Regions from separate parts of the Drosophila melanogaster genome. Here region 2 is linked to region 1. The links are chromatin contacts, called in public ChIA-PET maps. All regions are on one chromosome and are shown on one strand. The core of a region is the stretch at or near the end of the contact, and the rest is flanking DNA. Distances in the headings are between cores, read along the strand shown.

Evidence for each region. ChIA-PET counts read pairs in DNA pulled down with a chosen protein or histone mark.
Region 2: an RNA polymerase II ChIA-PET map of the Kc167 cell line shows a contact between it and region 1, with 10 times the contacts expected there. The contact joins the promoter of rut here to the promoter of NetA in region 1. A contact is called at or near these places in 3 of 107 Hi-C or Micro-C datasets (the Kc167 cell line, eye imaginal disc and wing imaginal disc) and 1 of 6 datasets of contacts at active chromatin or transcription factors (the Kc167 cell line).

The regions. Positions count from the first base shown.
Region 1 is chrX:14,649,134-14,656,942 of dm6, forward strand. NetA (Netrin-A) reads right to left here and starts at 4,795. Exons shown (of 7, transcript NM_001298314.1): 1 at 3,010-4,795. The coding sequence starts at 4,111.
Region 2 is chrX:14,822,758-14,830,566 of dm6, forward strand. It overlaps rut (rutabaga), which reads right to left and starts at 3,316. Exons shown (of 18, transcript NM_078601.4): 1 at 3,205-3,316; 2 at 2,032-2,170. It overlaps CG14408, which reads right to left. Exons shown (of 6, transcript NM_001298318.1): 4 at 7,676-7,750; 5 at 6,379-7,590; 6 at 4,110-5,274. The coding sequence ends at 5,031.

The sequences.
Region 1 (7,809 bases), core at 3,545-6,044:
AAAGAAATTTCCACGTTATGCGCTATAAAGTATACCAACTTCCGCCTTAAAGTTTTTTACTTTATTATGTTTGGCCAGAAGCATATGCATAGGAAATTGTTTATTGCTTTTTGCGCATCATTATGAAAAGATACATTGCGTATATGCATAATATCTCGCATTTGTTTTTCTAAATATTCTTCCCACTTACCCTTCGCCTATTTTACATAAAATCCTTCCATATGCGGCATATGTATATTTGTATATTTGGGAAACTCCTAATTTAGTGAGTCCTTGCATGCAAATTGCCTGCTGTTGCCGCCTGCTCATTAAAACCCCAGCTAAATCGTTTTGCAGTTAGTTAAAAGATATCATCACGTGCCCTTCAATTCGATTCCATTCGATTCGATTTCCATACCCATACCCATTTCGTTTCGTTTTCGATTCGATTCGAGTGCAATCTGCTCGCATATGTTCGCTTTTTTCCGAATTTTCTGTGGTTTTTTTTTCTTTTTTACACCGCTCATCGGAAATATTTTCCGGCCTGGACATTTTCCGTTTCCCTTTCCATTGTTGTTGCTTTTGGTCTGTAATTGCTGCCTGTTGGTTGTTGTCTGCGTTGTTTTTGTTGCCTTTGTAGCCGTTGTTTGAGGTCACATTGAACGTCAAAAGCGGCGATGGCAACGTTAATTTCGTTTGTCCATAAACATGCTACATATGCTGCGCGAGTCCTTTGAGCTGCCATCCGAGGGGGTGAGACGCAGAAGGTCGGTTGCATTTTGCAACCCTAATAAACCGATGGGCGGACGAGGAGGCGTGGCCGGGAGGAGGAGAGTCTGGCACACGTGCCGTCCTCTGATAAGACCCGCCTGCCTTCCATTTCCATTTCCATCTCACATTTTCCATTTTCCACTTACCCGCCCCGTATGGTGTGACTGTGATTTATGCACTAAACAATACTAAAGGTCCCCCGGCTGCATGTCCTTTCCCCCTACCCCCTTGCGAATGCCCACCAACTGGATCAGGAAAAAATTGCAATGTTATGGCACGTGATGACCACGAAGGACACTTTCATCAAGTGCCTGCTATGAATGATGCCAGTGCTTTTGGGACGGGGGTTTGAAGCAATCTAGTGTGTAGTGTAACACAAAGAAATATAGGTTACATATTTAGTTGGATCTTACATATCTTTGAGCTCATCAAGTCATATACAAATGCTGATTATCCTGATTATCAAACTACAAACTATTATATAAATATGATCAGCACTGCTAAATGGGATTATTTGCATGAAACTCAATCATTTAGCAACTCTCTCACTCTTCTTATGCCACAAATTTCTGAACCCTTAAAATGTTGTCAGTTCTAATGCTCGAAATGAAATTCCAACATCAAAATCACAAGAAATCGAAAACCCAAAAACCTTCCCTGCTCTCGTTTTCATGTTCGATTGTCGGGAATTATTTGTTCGCTCTTGTTGAAAATGCTTATCAAATTAATTTCGCTTAAATTCGCGCTTATTGTTCGAGCTCAGCGAGTTTTTAGAGGGTTAATTGCGAGGGTTTATCCCGGGGTTTCTGGATTCTGGATTCGGGATTTGGCAATCCGGACATTGGACGCGGAATATCGCCCTCGAAGTCTCGCCATTGTGTCCTGATTGAATGTTTGTGCTGTTGTTTGTTTGTTTGTTTGTTTGCTTGTTTAGCCTGGCCAAAGGTAACGTCTCGATTTCGCCTCGGTGGCGAGGGTTGGCCCAAGAGTTGCTACTTGATTGGGTCTCACTTACCTACGGATATTATTGTATGCGCATACCTCCCCCCATAACGCTCTACACGTGTCCATCGAGTTGTTCAATTATGGCTAAGCCAAATCCGCAGCACAAACAGTTATGCCTTTGGGTTTTTCCTTCATATTTTCGATTCCAGATTCCCTGTTCCTCCTGCAGCATTCTTCTTATCCTTGGCAAGCAAAAGAGCAACCCTGTGCCGAGCTAAGATGAAGACCAAACACACGCGACTGCCTCGAAAATTGAATTCTAATGGAGTTGTCGCCAGTCCCGTTCCCCAGCTCCAGATTAACATTTGCAACCCTGCTGCACTCCACCGACCACGTCCTTACTTTCTGTATTTTAACTTTGTGTCCCGATATGTTTGTCCAATAGATTGAGCTGGCTGCCTGGCTGGCTGGCCAGGAGCAGAATGTCCTTGGGGGTTACTCGCCCCGAAGGTAACATAATTTCGCATCGATATTTCCCCTTTTGCCGGGAATGTTTTCCCTTTTTTTTCTTGGGGGAGTTGATTGACTTCAGCCTAGGTAGGATGTGTCCCGTTAAAATCTGCTGGCCGGGATATTCCGCACAGCAGAAGTTTAGGTAAAAGAGCCTCCGAGGGTCAGGTAAGATCCCTCGAGTATTGTCATAAGCCCTCTCAATAATATTGGCCAATAAAACCAAGCCTAATCCTATAGTTTTCCCAGAGGTGTGTTGTCGATAAAAATAGTGGGACTACCACATTTTAGAAGTGTTTAGACGTGATTATGATAGGAAATAATAACTAATTAAAAAACGCATTATAACATGCGACTCTCAAGTCAACATAAAATGTAGAATTTCATAATATTGAGTTATTTTTGTTTAAATATTGTATTTGTATAAATTAAGGCAGGTATGTACCTGCATCAAGCCCACCGAAAATGTTTATGTTGTGACTCTCCTTCCATTACCAATAAATAAACAAAAATTGTGAACTGAAATCGGTTCTTTGTTTATAGAATATTCCTAGAGCTGAATTATTTATTCCAAACTACTAACATGCCCTTGGTATTGAGCAGCGTTCTTTTGGATTTTAAACCCTGTTTATACAAATATTTTAAATTGTTTTCTTCTTTTTTTCTGCAATTTTGCATTTTACATTTAATATCTATTCAAAAGTGCAGGTGCTAAAATATTTTTTAATTTCACTTATATCCAGTTACTCCCATTCAGATGAATCGCAATTAATATATTAAATAGAAAATGGTTTGCTGACTCACCTTTGCACTCATTGGCTTCCTTGGCGGTGGCTCTGGCCCATGGACGATCGAAGTGGAATGGCTTGCAGCGTTCGCAATCCCTTCCAGCGGTATTGTGGCTGCACTCGCAGTTCAGCTGCCCACTGGCGTCCGTGGAACACTTGGAGGCGTGTCCATTGCACTTGCACCGTCCGCCCACCGAAAAGTCAGAGATGGCATAGTGCAATCCACTGCCGGATGTTGCCACATCCCCACCGAGATTCGCCTCAATATTATTGCCAGCGGGTCCATTGGCCAGGGGCACACTGTACTTGCCGCTGGCCAAATCCGTTGCTCCTCCGGCTTCCAATGAGAGCAGGGCCTGCGGATCGGGGCGTTGAAGGCGATGGAACACCACCCGGATATCGGTGGCCGTCACCCAGTCCTGCAGCACCGGCGATGAGTCCAGATCCCGTGACGATGGGCGTCCCTCCAGTGTGCTGAAGGCAATTCTGGAGACCAGTGGCCTGGTGACATCGCTGCAGCGGGCCTCGTGCTCATTGTGGCGTCCAGTGGATTGGCGGGCGGGACGTCCGAAAAGCCGGCGGCACTGGGAGCTAAAGAACTGGAATGGCTGCCAACTGAGCCCGTGATCGGTGCTCTTGTAGATCACCATCGAATCGGGACGCGGAGCATGCGGGCACAGCTGTAGGATCACATAGGTCAGCTCGAACTTCTTGCCCAGCGAGAGGGTCAAGGTTACGTTGTCCCCACTTCCGGTCACCGGCTCACTGCGCCAGCAGGTCACATTATTCGAGTTATTCAAATCGGTCAGCGAGCGGGCTGGAAAGCTGCGCAACGGATCCGTCATGTCGCAGGTGTGGCAGGAGCGCTCGTGATCCTGGTACTCGCAATATCGCTGCGCACCCGACGATCCGCACGTGGAACTGGCCACCACTGGAGCATCGTAGGCGGCGTTCACAAAGTCCGGAATGCAGGCGCGTGGCTCGTGCGCTTTATTGTAGCACGGATCCTCCGGCGGCGCCTGTTGCGAAAACATCTTGAAGTACACGTCATTGGAGATGCACTGGATGGGGCTGAACCTGGTGGTTCCCAGCAGCAGGAGCAAGATTCCACGGATCATGTTTGCAATTTTAGTGGCTTGCTTAACTCGCCAGTATTGTATTGTTGGTTTTTTTTTAATCACTCAAAACAAAACGAAATCTTCAGTTTTTTTTAGTTTAAAAAAAAACGCACTGGATAATGTAAGATTACGTAGTTTCAAAATTATAAATTTAAAACTGTTCTGTAGTTTTGGAAATCACTAATTTTTTGGTATTTAATTGTCTTGGCAAATCACAAATAAAAATACCTTGCAATTTTCAAAACCGTTCAAAAATTTTAGAATTTGAACAAGAACTCCAAATTCTGTGATTTTCAATAGTTTGAAAAGTCACCAGAGTCGCACTAAACAAAAAATTCGTCAATCGCGCCAATAGTTTTGAAGTTAACAGACTTGAACACTCAAAAAAATTCGAAATCGCCGCTTTGGCAGCTGTTTGCGCAGGCGTTTTTGAAGCGCGCGTCGCGTCTCAAAACTCCAGCCACTCGAATTCGCAAATCGCAAATCTCCAATACAAAATCTCAAATCGCGTCGTTCAAATCGCCGTTCGTTCGGCGGCGTTCGGTTCGTAACGTCAAGTCGGGCTGCTTGTCCACAGGCGACTGTGTGTTCGTTTTCGTTCGTCGCTCGTTTTTTCGGTTTTTCGGTTTCCCGCGAGGTGTCGTCTGCACGTGCGTGTATGCGTGTGGGTGACTGTGTGTGTGTGTGAGTTTGTGGTGACCGCGCTTGAGATCGCTGCCCGCAACATGTTGCTCCATTATGTTGCTGATGCTGCGCTGCCACAACAACAACAAACCGCTCTCTCTCTCTCTCTGTCTTTGTTCAGACTCATCTTGCTCTCAGTCACATTTGAGAGTTGCGCAGTTCGGTCGCAACATTTGTTGCTTTGCTGGCGCTGCAATTATTTTACTTTTATTGCCACTCGGCGACACATTTTGTTGCCGGTTTGTCGGCAAATAGCCACTGTTTTGTTTGCCGTCGCTTGTTTTTGTTGACTTGGCCGCACAAACGGGGCCACACAGCAAATCCAAACATTTTGTCCACTTTATGGGGAGATAACTGCTTTTCTCAACAGAAATTGCCTTAAAAGCTATGTATACATATATATGCATACATCAATTAATCGTTTTTAAATTTAAGTAGCGCTAAGAAACCCGAACACAAATCTATTTTCACAAAACTTATCGTTCATTATTCAAATAGATCGATAAAGAAAAGTTGGGAAAATCTTAAGAAAACCACAACTCAATATTATTGCCAGACCGAAACGAATTCAAAGTTTGGAAAACACACCGAAAATCCAATAATACGAATCGATGTTTTCCAATTTAATCAGCGGCTACAAATCAGCCAAATATTGAGAATTTCGAGACCGAAGCAGAAGAGAAGACATCATTCCGTTCTTCTGGCTCTTATTCTCCTTATTCACCTTGTGTTGTTTACCTTTCGGATGGCTATCGATAATAAAGACGCCTCGAAATCTCCGATCTTCAATCCTCCAACTCTCTCGTTCTCGCGCTGGCTAAGTTATTAACTAGTCGTTAATGAAAATCATCAATTTTCGAAGGGGGCGCGTAATTACGCCGAGCGGATGATGGTCATGCCGACGACGATGGCTTCATTATAGCTTCCCCCCCCCCCTGCCTCATCACCATGAGCACCCCATACGTATACATATACATATAGCCCACCAAATTCCCCGATATTCCCCACTGCCTACTCCAATATTTTCTGCATTTTGCCTGCACCTTTCTGATAAGCGTTTCACTTTCGGTTCCCTTCGGCTTTTGCCTTCATAATCGGCGTCCACGCGCTTTTGTTTGTTTTTATTTGGAGGCGCGTATAATTAGCTTGTATGGGGCATGTGTGGTCGGGTGGGCGTATGAGCGCAGGGGCGTGGCAACGGTCGAAACCGTATCGAAATATATACCTTAATTATTCGGCTTCTCACGAGGGTGCTGGGATATGGGCTTAATCACAATGCTCACACCTAATCGTTGGAAGGCATAAAAGGTTTATTGTAAATATGAGCTAAAATCGCCATTAAATTGAATGCATAAATGAATAAATCATAAAAGCATGTTTTTCTAATCAAACATTATATCAATTATGTTTATAATAATAAATACACCTAAATTTTACTTTCAGATTTAATTTTACCCTGTAACTGTATAATTCGTTGTATTTGTTCAATTATCCGTATGATTAGGATGTACTTACGTTTGAACCTTTGACTCTACGAATGCAACACCTACGGCCTTTGTCGTGCAACGAAAGACAGCTGGTCGGCTCATTTCCGCTTCCTTTGTTGATGCGGATCCACTTCCACATCCGCAGCCACATCCGCATCCAGGCCAAACTACTTCTGGTCGGAGGCTTATCGGCGCCTTGGCTTGGAAATTGGCAGGAGCATGGAAGATGGGGCACCCAAGCTGGATCAGAACTTTTGCTTTATTACCTTGGCAGTAGGCGTGGCTGCAACAACCACAAAGCCCACGACCACGACATGACAACGCTGTGTATGTGGGTACACTGAGAGAATTTGCCAATTTACATCAATTGTATGGTAAGTAAAAAAATTGATAATTTGAGCACGGTTTTCTACTGAATGTGTAAGCAAGTCTAAAAAGTTTTGAATAAAAAATGCAGACCTACACTCTTAAAAATATTCCATATGTCTTGCATACATTTTAATTCTCTAGTAAAAACACAAGCAAGTCCATTATCTATTATATAACCAAATTTTCTCAGTGCACCTCTGCGTTTTTGTGCCGCTCTGTTTGTTTGTATGGGTGGGCGGCCAGACAGTGCTAAACTTTGGCTTAATATTGGCAAGTGCGTAATGAAAATTGCATTGTCGTTTTCGCAGAGTTTTCACAGAGTGGGCGCTTAGGGGGGTTGGGGCTTTTCGGTCTGATAAAGGGGGGGGGGGGGGGCGGGGGTTGGATGGATGTTTGGTGACTGGATGGAGCTGTGGTTCAGGACCGTCCGGCCTTTTGTCATTTGTGCTTTCGAATGGGGCGCAAAGTCCAAACGGCTTTTCGTTGGTCCGTTTGTTTGTTTGTTTGTTTGCCAGGCCGACCGGCCGGCGGCAAGATTTTTAGATTATGACGGCTCTGCAATCCTCACCAGCTGGGCAATATCCAGATCCGCTCTTCCCCAGGTCATGCACCACGCGAAAAGTCCAGGGAACTTTGTCACCAAAAGTGAATAAGCAAAGTGAGAGGGAAAATTTTTTAAATATTGACATTATAATTAAAGAAAAAGATGCAACAATAGAGTTGAGCTGCATTCTTTTGGACACCTGTAGAGTTGAATTAATACCCTGGGCACTTCAGATGCACTTTCTCTTTTATATTACTAAACACTTAAGCTCTTGTTCGTGAGATCAACAAACTTTTTCTCCCAGTGTCCATTGTTTGCTGTAGTCCTATTTATTTGTGTTAGGACAGTCTTTCGCTTTATTGGTGACATCGATGAATGTGAACTCCTTTGTCGATTCCACTCACTCATCGAGGATTCTGTAGATTCACACGCCTGCATACCACCCAGCCCCCCCCCCTCCTCCCACACACACACAGAATTCCTGGTCCACCATTTTTGGGGCTTTGTGGTCACTTTTTTGGCCAGTGTTTATCTTTGGGGTTTTTGTTTGTCTTTTACAAAGTGTTTGGCTCCGTAGTTGGTCTTTGATTTTATTGCTCGGGCTGCAAACATGC
Region 2 (7,809 bases), core at 2,066-4,565, 170 kb after region 1:
TTTTCTTTATTTTTATTATTTAATATTCTTTTATAATGGAAACAATCTTTTTTAATGTGGCCTTCTCTGCCACAGTGGTGACACTTGACTTTATACTTTGAATTTCCCTTGAATATTTTCTTTGGTTTAGTTACCCGATTTTTAAACAAATTATTTTTATAAGTGTTATTATTGTTGTGCACGATCGCGTTCATAACTTTCTTGCTTGTATCGTTGTGGTCATTTTTAATTTTAATTTCTTGATCCAGCAATCTATTTTTCACAAACGCCAATGTCAAATTTTCTTCAGATAATGTCTCTATCGCTGTAATAATTCCATCGTAACACGAAGGCAATGTGATCAGTAGATGAGAAATTTTATCCATCTCTTCTATTTTTGCACCAGCTGCCAACAATTCACTTATAAGTTCGTCAAAAATATGAAAATGGCTTAATAGTGACATCTCACTCGATAGCTTCAGAGAAAGCAAACGTTTTCGCAGCGCCAGTTGCGACGCCAAACTTTTTCGTTCATAAACGGCGTCCAAATTCTCAAGAATCTGACGCGCCGTAATGTCGCTTGTTGCGAAATTTAAAAACGAGTCGCTTAGGTACTCTATTATTGTACTTTTTGCACAACGCTCTGCCTTTTTCCAGGAGTCATCTACCTCGTTAGGCATTAAACCATCAACTACTTTAAGCACATCTTGCTCGGCTAAAAGAGCCCTAATTCTAAATTTCCAAATCGCGTACTTCTCGCCATCAAACGGCTTAATATTACGTTTAGCCTTGTCCATTTTTCACTCAAATTCTGAGAAGGAAATAATTTCACAAGAATGTGAAAAAAAAAGCTATTTCACAAGAATGTGAAAAAAATGCTATTTCACAATTTATTTTCACAATCTTTAATTCACAATTTAATTGTTTATTAGGCATGGACTGGGCCCATAACCTGTTGTAATTTATAATTTATATTTCCTTTCTTAATAAATAAATAAATAGTCAAGTTTATGTTTGAGTTTTATGATTTATATTTTAAGTTATTTCAACTGCAACACCAGCACCACGACCTACTCACAGCAAAAAACGTACAAGAAGGAAAGAAGGAATAAAAAGAGTGGTATTCTCTTACAATATGTTTTATGGCATAAAAGGTGTGGCCATTCATATCAAATATAAAGTAGTGTTGTTTAACGTTATTTTTGTAGGTTGAATAGTATATTCCAACAAACACAAATATGAAAAGTCGGCGGGGCGAAAAGAAAACACATGTGTCAGCTGCTGCAGCACACACAATTTAAAACTATAATATTAAAGGCAATTTGTTAAAAGGGTTGCAATTATTTATAGCCATCGCCCTAATGATTCAGATAATAAATGAGCTAAATAATTCGAAATCCCTAGTGAAAATCTATGAATAGAAGCCATTTAAACTGGCTTAGAAGCTACAATTATCTAGTCAAGTCATTAGTTAGTCAAATACACAGTTAAGTAGTTGTTATTAATAGCCATAAATGTATGATCATCGTAAAAATGATTGGTCATAAACTAAAAGTCTTACTTTTTATCGAAACAATAAAAAGTAAGCTAATAACGATCAGCAGTTAAAGTTGACGGATTTGTGTTATATCCAACTGGAATCTAGTTAAACAACAATTTAAAGATAATAATTGTTTATGAAAAACGCTATAAGTAGTTAGTACTAATATTAATTTTATTTTCCTTTTTTGGATAAAATTTCAGTTCTACATATATAATAATATTCATGTTATTTAAATAGGATTTTCGATTATATTTTTCATTCTATTTTTGCTTTCTTTCTTTCTTTCTTTCTTTTCAATAAAATATTAAATTTTATATACATGTATTGAGAAAATATAATATTTACTTTACTCATATTCTAATTTGTATTAAATATTAAAATGAATAAAAACGTTTCAACCTTCTCCCGATTTCATGTGTATCTTATCCATAACTACGTATATATGTACTTCAGAGATGCAAAAGTATCTTAGTATCTCAAACTGAATTTCGTCAAAGGAAAACACTTACCCAAAAAGCAACAACGATTGTGTTGCAAGTTGACTGCTGCTGCTTCTTCTTCTTCTGTTACTTTTTTGCCTCCTTGTTCTGTATCTCTTGTTGTTGTTGTTGTTATTATTGTTGTTGTAGGTCCAAGATGCATAGATGGCTGAGCGGAGAGTAAGAGGGTGCGAATGAGACAGCGATAGGGAGCGAGTGAGAGAGCAAGCGAGTTGTAATTGAATGTTTGGCTCTTAATTAAAACAAGAATTGTGACAGCCACGCTTTAAGGCGGGGGGCGTGGCAAGCCCAAGCCTAAGCCCACTCCCACACACTCTCTCTCTCTCTCTCTCCCTTGGTTATTGCTTTTCTTTGCTCTCTCTCTTCGCGTGCCCTTTTTGATTATCTAATCCTTGGGGCAGGTGACATTTTGCAACTTTTGGGGAAGCGGAAGTTGTTGCCGTTTTCTTGTGCTGCCGCCGCTGCCAATACCGTTATCGATTTTTTGCGGCAGCTTGTTGTTGTTGTTGTTGCCGCTGCTGCCGCCGCCGTAAGCCGAAAAAAGGCGTGTGTGTGGCAAAGAGACAGAGGAACGTGGAGAAGAGAGGGAAAAGCCAGTGGCAAAGCGCATCCATGGACGGCACACACACACACACACACACACACACGCATTGGCATGATGAGAAGAGTGGGGGAGTGTGGAAAACGGGGAGAGAGGAGAGCCGAAAAGGCCAAAGCGAAACGAGTTAAGACGCAAGACAATGCAGATAAAAGCGGCAACAACGACAACAACAAACACGGCCAAGAACGGCAACAACAACCACAACAGCAGAAGGCGTCGCGGTGCGCTCTTCTTCTTGCTCTCCTTCTTTATCATCTGCTGGCAATGCATTCGTGTTTTTTGTTGTTTTTTGGGTTTTCGGTTTTTCTTGTTGGTTTTCTTTTATTATTATTTTTTTTTTTTTTTTGGAAAACTTGAATCTTTACCAGCTGCGTTTGGAGTTTTCCTGCCACTTCTTAAATGCGCGCGCGCATTTCCCACGACAAAAAGAAAACAAACGACCAGCGAGACACACAAAGTGGCACTTTATAGAACGAAAAAAAAAGTAGAATGTGCAAATACACCAGCACCGAAAAAAAAAAAGAAGAACAACAGTTAAGATCGCCGCGTTATTTAACCGCTTTTCCTTCCACACAACTCACGACGCGATTTCTTCGGATTGTTTGGCTTGGTTTGTTTGGTTTGTTCGGTTTCTCTTCGGCTCCGCTCGCTTCGGATTTGGTCTGTTCTCAGCAAAGCGTTGCAGCCAAACTAAAGCGTCCGTCGGCGGTTCGTAGCGAACCACTGCGAACCGAGTGGCACGAAGCTGCACGAAGTTGCACGAAGCGTTCGTCGGCGTGCAGCGAAAGCACTATCGTAGAGATGGGGCGCCACTGCTTGCGATAGCCCAATCGATATATCGTATATCAGCTGGTGTGATTTTAAATCCTATTATCAGCGTTATTTACAATATATACCAATTTCAAATTGATAGATGGAGATCGAACGTTGTGGTTTTTAAAGTTCCTGATCTTAATGCGTACATGTTCACTTATATGCAACTTGTATGGCGAATAAAAGTTGAAATGCAAAAGCTTTCAAAAGTCTATCGCCATGTCTTACATATTATCAGCAATCAGCTGGTTTTCTAGGTACTGTGTTATTATAGATTACTTATTGATTTTGAATATAGTTTTTAATATTAAGTTAAAATATACACCAATTAATCAAAAATTTTAAATGGGATTTGAGTAAAAATTAATGGGCATAATCATAGAATAAGTTTTTTATTTGGTAGGAAATACTAAACTAGAAAATACCAAAAGGCTGAAGAATGGTGGTCAAATGAAATTTCTAAAATAGAAAACCGTTAAAAGGCAATGCTATATTATTTAATAACATAACACAAACTAGTCAATTTTAAAGTTGATTTTTTACGTATTATAACAAAGAATGAAACTAAAGCTTTATAGTTACCAATTAAAAATGGCAGCCCCATTTTATTCACTAACTGCCCAGTTTTCGAAATGAAACATTCAGTTTTGTATAATACACTTCATATAATTTTATGCAGGTATTTATATATGCAATTATTTAACACTCAGTGGCGCAAACAGAAGAAAACCGAAGAATTCGCGGACAATTTGCAAGTCGCTTGTATTTCAAATGTCTCCATAAAGTAATATTGCTGATTCGGCTTTTGGTGCGAATTGTCAACGCACTCCTCGTTTTCTTTCAGTGCACACCACATTTACCATTATTTGTACACTCTTATGTATTTTTGTGGGTTTCTTGTAAATCATTTTGCCGAATATTTAGCTCGTACACACTAAAACTATTAAACTGATTTCGTTTTTGTTGACTAGCATTTAGTTATTTGCTTTTTGTAAACAGCATAAAATGTAACTTTCTTAATTATGTATATGCCACTACATAAACTAAATTATTGCACATCATTTATTTAGGATTAGAACATAGTTTGCCACACGTGCCTGAGTGCGTTGGTGTGGATTTAAAAAGATTCCTGCTGGCTCATCCATCATCTCGCATCCATTTCGATCCACCTGGGATTGATGTCTTTTTGTATTTGAATGATATGTACGCTACGCTTTTGACTAATTGGATTTTTTGGATCGATCGTAAGTATGCCCTAATACTCATAGAGTAAAATTTTGCCATAATTTTCATATTTGTATGCGTGCAGTGATGGGGGAAGTTGTGTCAGCGGCCAAACAAGAGTTTTCTAAATTGAAGAAAGGTACTTTCGAAAATTCCGTTACAAAAATGCTCAAAAATAGTGCATAGTTTTGAAACTTTAAATACTTCTTGTGGCACTTTCGATCATTATCTATGAACTATATTGCAATTATTCATTTAAAAGTGACTTTTCCCATCACCGCATTCATGTGTGTGTGTGTGTGTGTGTGTGATGGTGAGGCGGTTTTGGTGTTGATTTTTTTTTCTAAGTGTAGGGTATTTCGCTGTCGGCTCAAAACAGCAAGGCTCCAACCACGTTTAGTGCCTGGTGGTGTTGCTTTTGTTGTTGCTTCTGCTGCTGATTCTGTTGTTGTTGTTGCTGTTGCTGTTGATGTTGGTGTGTGTGGTACATGCTTGTGGTTGTTGTTGGCGATTTGAGTTCCTCCACTATAATGGCACCATTCTCATCCACCAAGTGATTTAATAGTAAATTCTCAACCTGCTCATCGGACAGTAACTCTTTTGGCTCTGAAGATCTGCAAAGTTAGTTAGTTTTGTATGTAATAGCTTTGCATAGTTAAAACTGAACGAAAAACACAGAACTGAGATTCGATAGATAGATAATTGGGTACACATATGATATACAGTGGGTGATAGGACAGGTAAGCAATTACAACACTTAAACAAAAAAAAGTCGATGTTATCCGACTTACAGATAACCGGTACTCCAAGTTCTACAAGTTCATTTAAAAACAATGAAGAAAATAATACAAATTGGCAAATAATACACTTTGTGTATACCTTTATATACTTATGATCCATTATAGTATAATATACTTCACAGACTTGGAAAACTAATTTCAAAAGACTCTTATTAAAAAGTTTTCAATTGAAATAATAAGATTTAAGTTCATGGGCAGATCCCCTAAGATAACTTTCAAATTCAACTAAACTCAAAAGTGGTAATTTTGAAAACTAGAGTACAGGCTATTCAACGTAGGTACATTCAATTAGACAGGGATAGCGATATGAAGATGACTCGGCTTAGAGGGAGAAGGCAATAGCGATTCAAAGCGATTAATGAGTGGGAAAAAGGTAACGTTTAGAAACAAAAACACAACAGATATTTCTCGATTTTGGTTTTTGCGTTTTGAGCAGTACATACAGAATTTGAGGTTAAAGCGAGTGTGCGTTCGTGCTTTTGTTGTTGTTGTTGTTGTTCTTGTTGTTGCTGTTGTTGTTGTAGTTGTTGCAGTTAGTTTTTTTTTGAAAGATATATTTTTGTGAGATTGAAAGTAGCAAAAGCAGAGACCAAATCAAAGCAGCCAATTCGTTCATATTAGTAATTAGTAAATTGAGTACTATTTTATAAATTTTGCAGTTGGTTGGTTGGTGGTTCATTTTTGTAGTTGGTTGGTTGGTTGGATTAGATGGGTGCAAAAATTGCGCTGATCATCGCTGTTTCGGTTCGGGTATACATATATTTTTTCGAAATTCAAATTCAAATTCAAATTCAAATTCGGTTTCGGAATCGAAATCCGATTTCTGAGTTCTGAGTTCAAATGAGCTTGGCAAGGCGGCTGTGCAGCGAGTTGAGCAGACTACGACCGCCACCCTTTGCCCCATTACCGTCTACTGACCTGCTGAAGAGGAAAAAATCACCGGCACCGCCGCCAGATCCTGAACCGGAACCTGCTGCACCGGTTGCACTGCCGGTTCCGCCGGATGCTCCGCCACCGCTCAGCGCCAGTGCGTCCGTTGTGCCGCCGAGCAGTGCATCACCTTCGGCTGCACAATCGCCGGACATCTCCGATTCGCTGTTGCGTCGCTCCAGGCTGCGTCCCACCTTCTGGAAGCCGTAGCTAAACACATCCTTCACCTTGTCGCCGGCATCGATTAGCAGATCGAGGCTCTGGCGACGTCCGCTGCCCTTGAAGCTATTCGAGCGGGACAACCACTGGCTGAGGCTCTGCTTGCGGCTCATCTGCTGGCCACCGCCGCTGGATGCACTGCTATCGTCCTGGAATATCGTCGTGCAGGTCACCTTGCGCTTGGGCTCATCGGACGACGAGGTCGAGTGCTGGGACTGGGCATCTGCATCGAGATGATTCCTGGCCAGGCCGAGACCCAAGCCGCCGGACATGCCGCCCGTGGAATCCAGGCCCTGCTGCTCGAGCAGCGACTGATTGGAGTAGCTGGAACTGGTGCTATCCGAATGCGATAGCCGGATCTCCGTCCACTGCTCAATGTCGTTGTCCGCCGGAGCACCGCCAGCCGAAGTTGAGACGGAAGCGGATCCCGATGCCAGAGATCCGCTGCCCGACTTCACCTCGTATGGAGCGTGCAGGCCCAGCGGTCCCAATCCGGCTTCCCCATCCGCCGCAGCACCTGTGCTGGCCGACTTGTGCATGCCACCGGCCAGTTTCTGCGGGAAGGTGAGCACCGCCTCGAAATCGGTTAGCAGGTGGGGGCACTCGTGGTGACCCAGACGCTCGGGCATGCGCAGGTACTCCTCCTCCTCCTCCTCCGCCTCCGCCTCCACGTGCTTCTGCTCCTCGGCGGCTGCCTTCGCCTCGAGATCCTGGCGATTGGCAGCAGTTCCGCAGGAGCTCCTCTCCAGACCCGCCGTCAACGTGTCCACGGCATCCACCTGACGCAGCATGGCCTCGTAGTTGAGCAGATTATTGCGCTGCTGTCGCTGACGGTGAATGTCCTCCGAAATCTGTTCCAGATTCTTAAGCGCCTCGTTGTACGTTAACTTCGCCGCACTGACCTTCGCCTCCAGCTCGTTGACGCGCGTCTTCTGGGCCTTCAGCAGTCCATTGTAGTTCGCCCGGGTCTCGTAGTATGGCCTATGGTATCGGGGAAGGATTCCAGCGGATTAGGTTAGTCGCAGTGCCTGCCTACATGTGGCCAAATCAAATCGGCGATACTCACGAACAGAGGGTACAATACAAAGCGTGCATAATGCTAAAATATCTCAACAAAAGTAAATTGCGCTTGAGCTGCAATCTAAAAGGAAGATAAAAGTTCGGAAGACAGGGCAGTCCACCGGAAAAAGAAAAAACAAA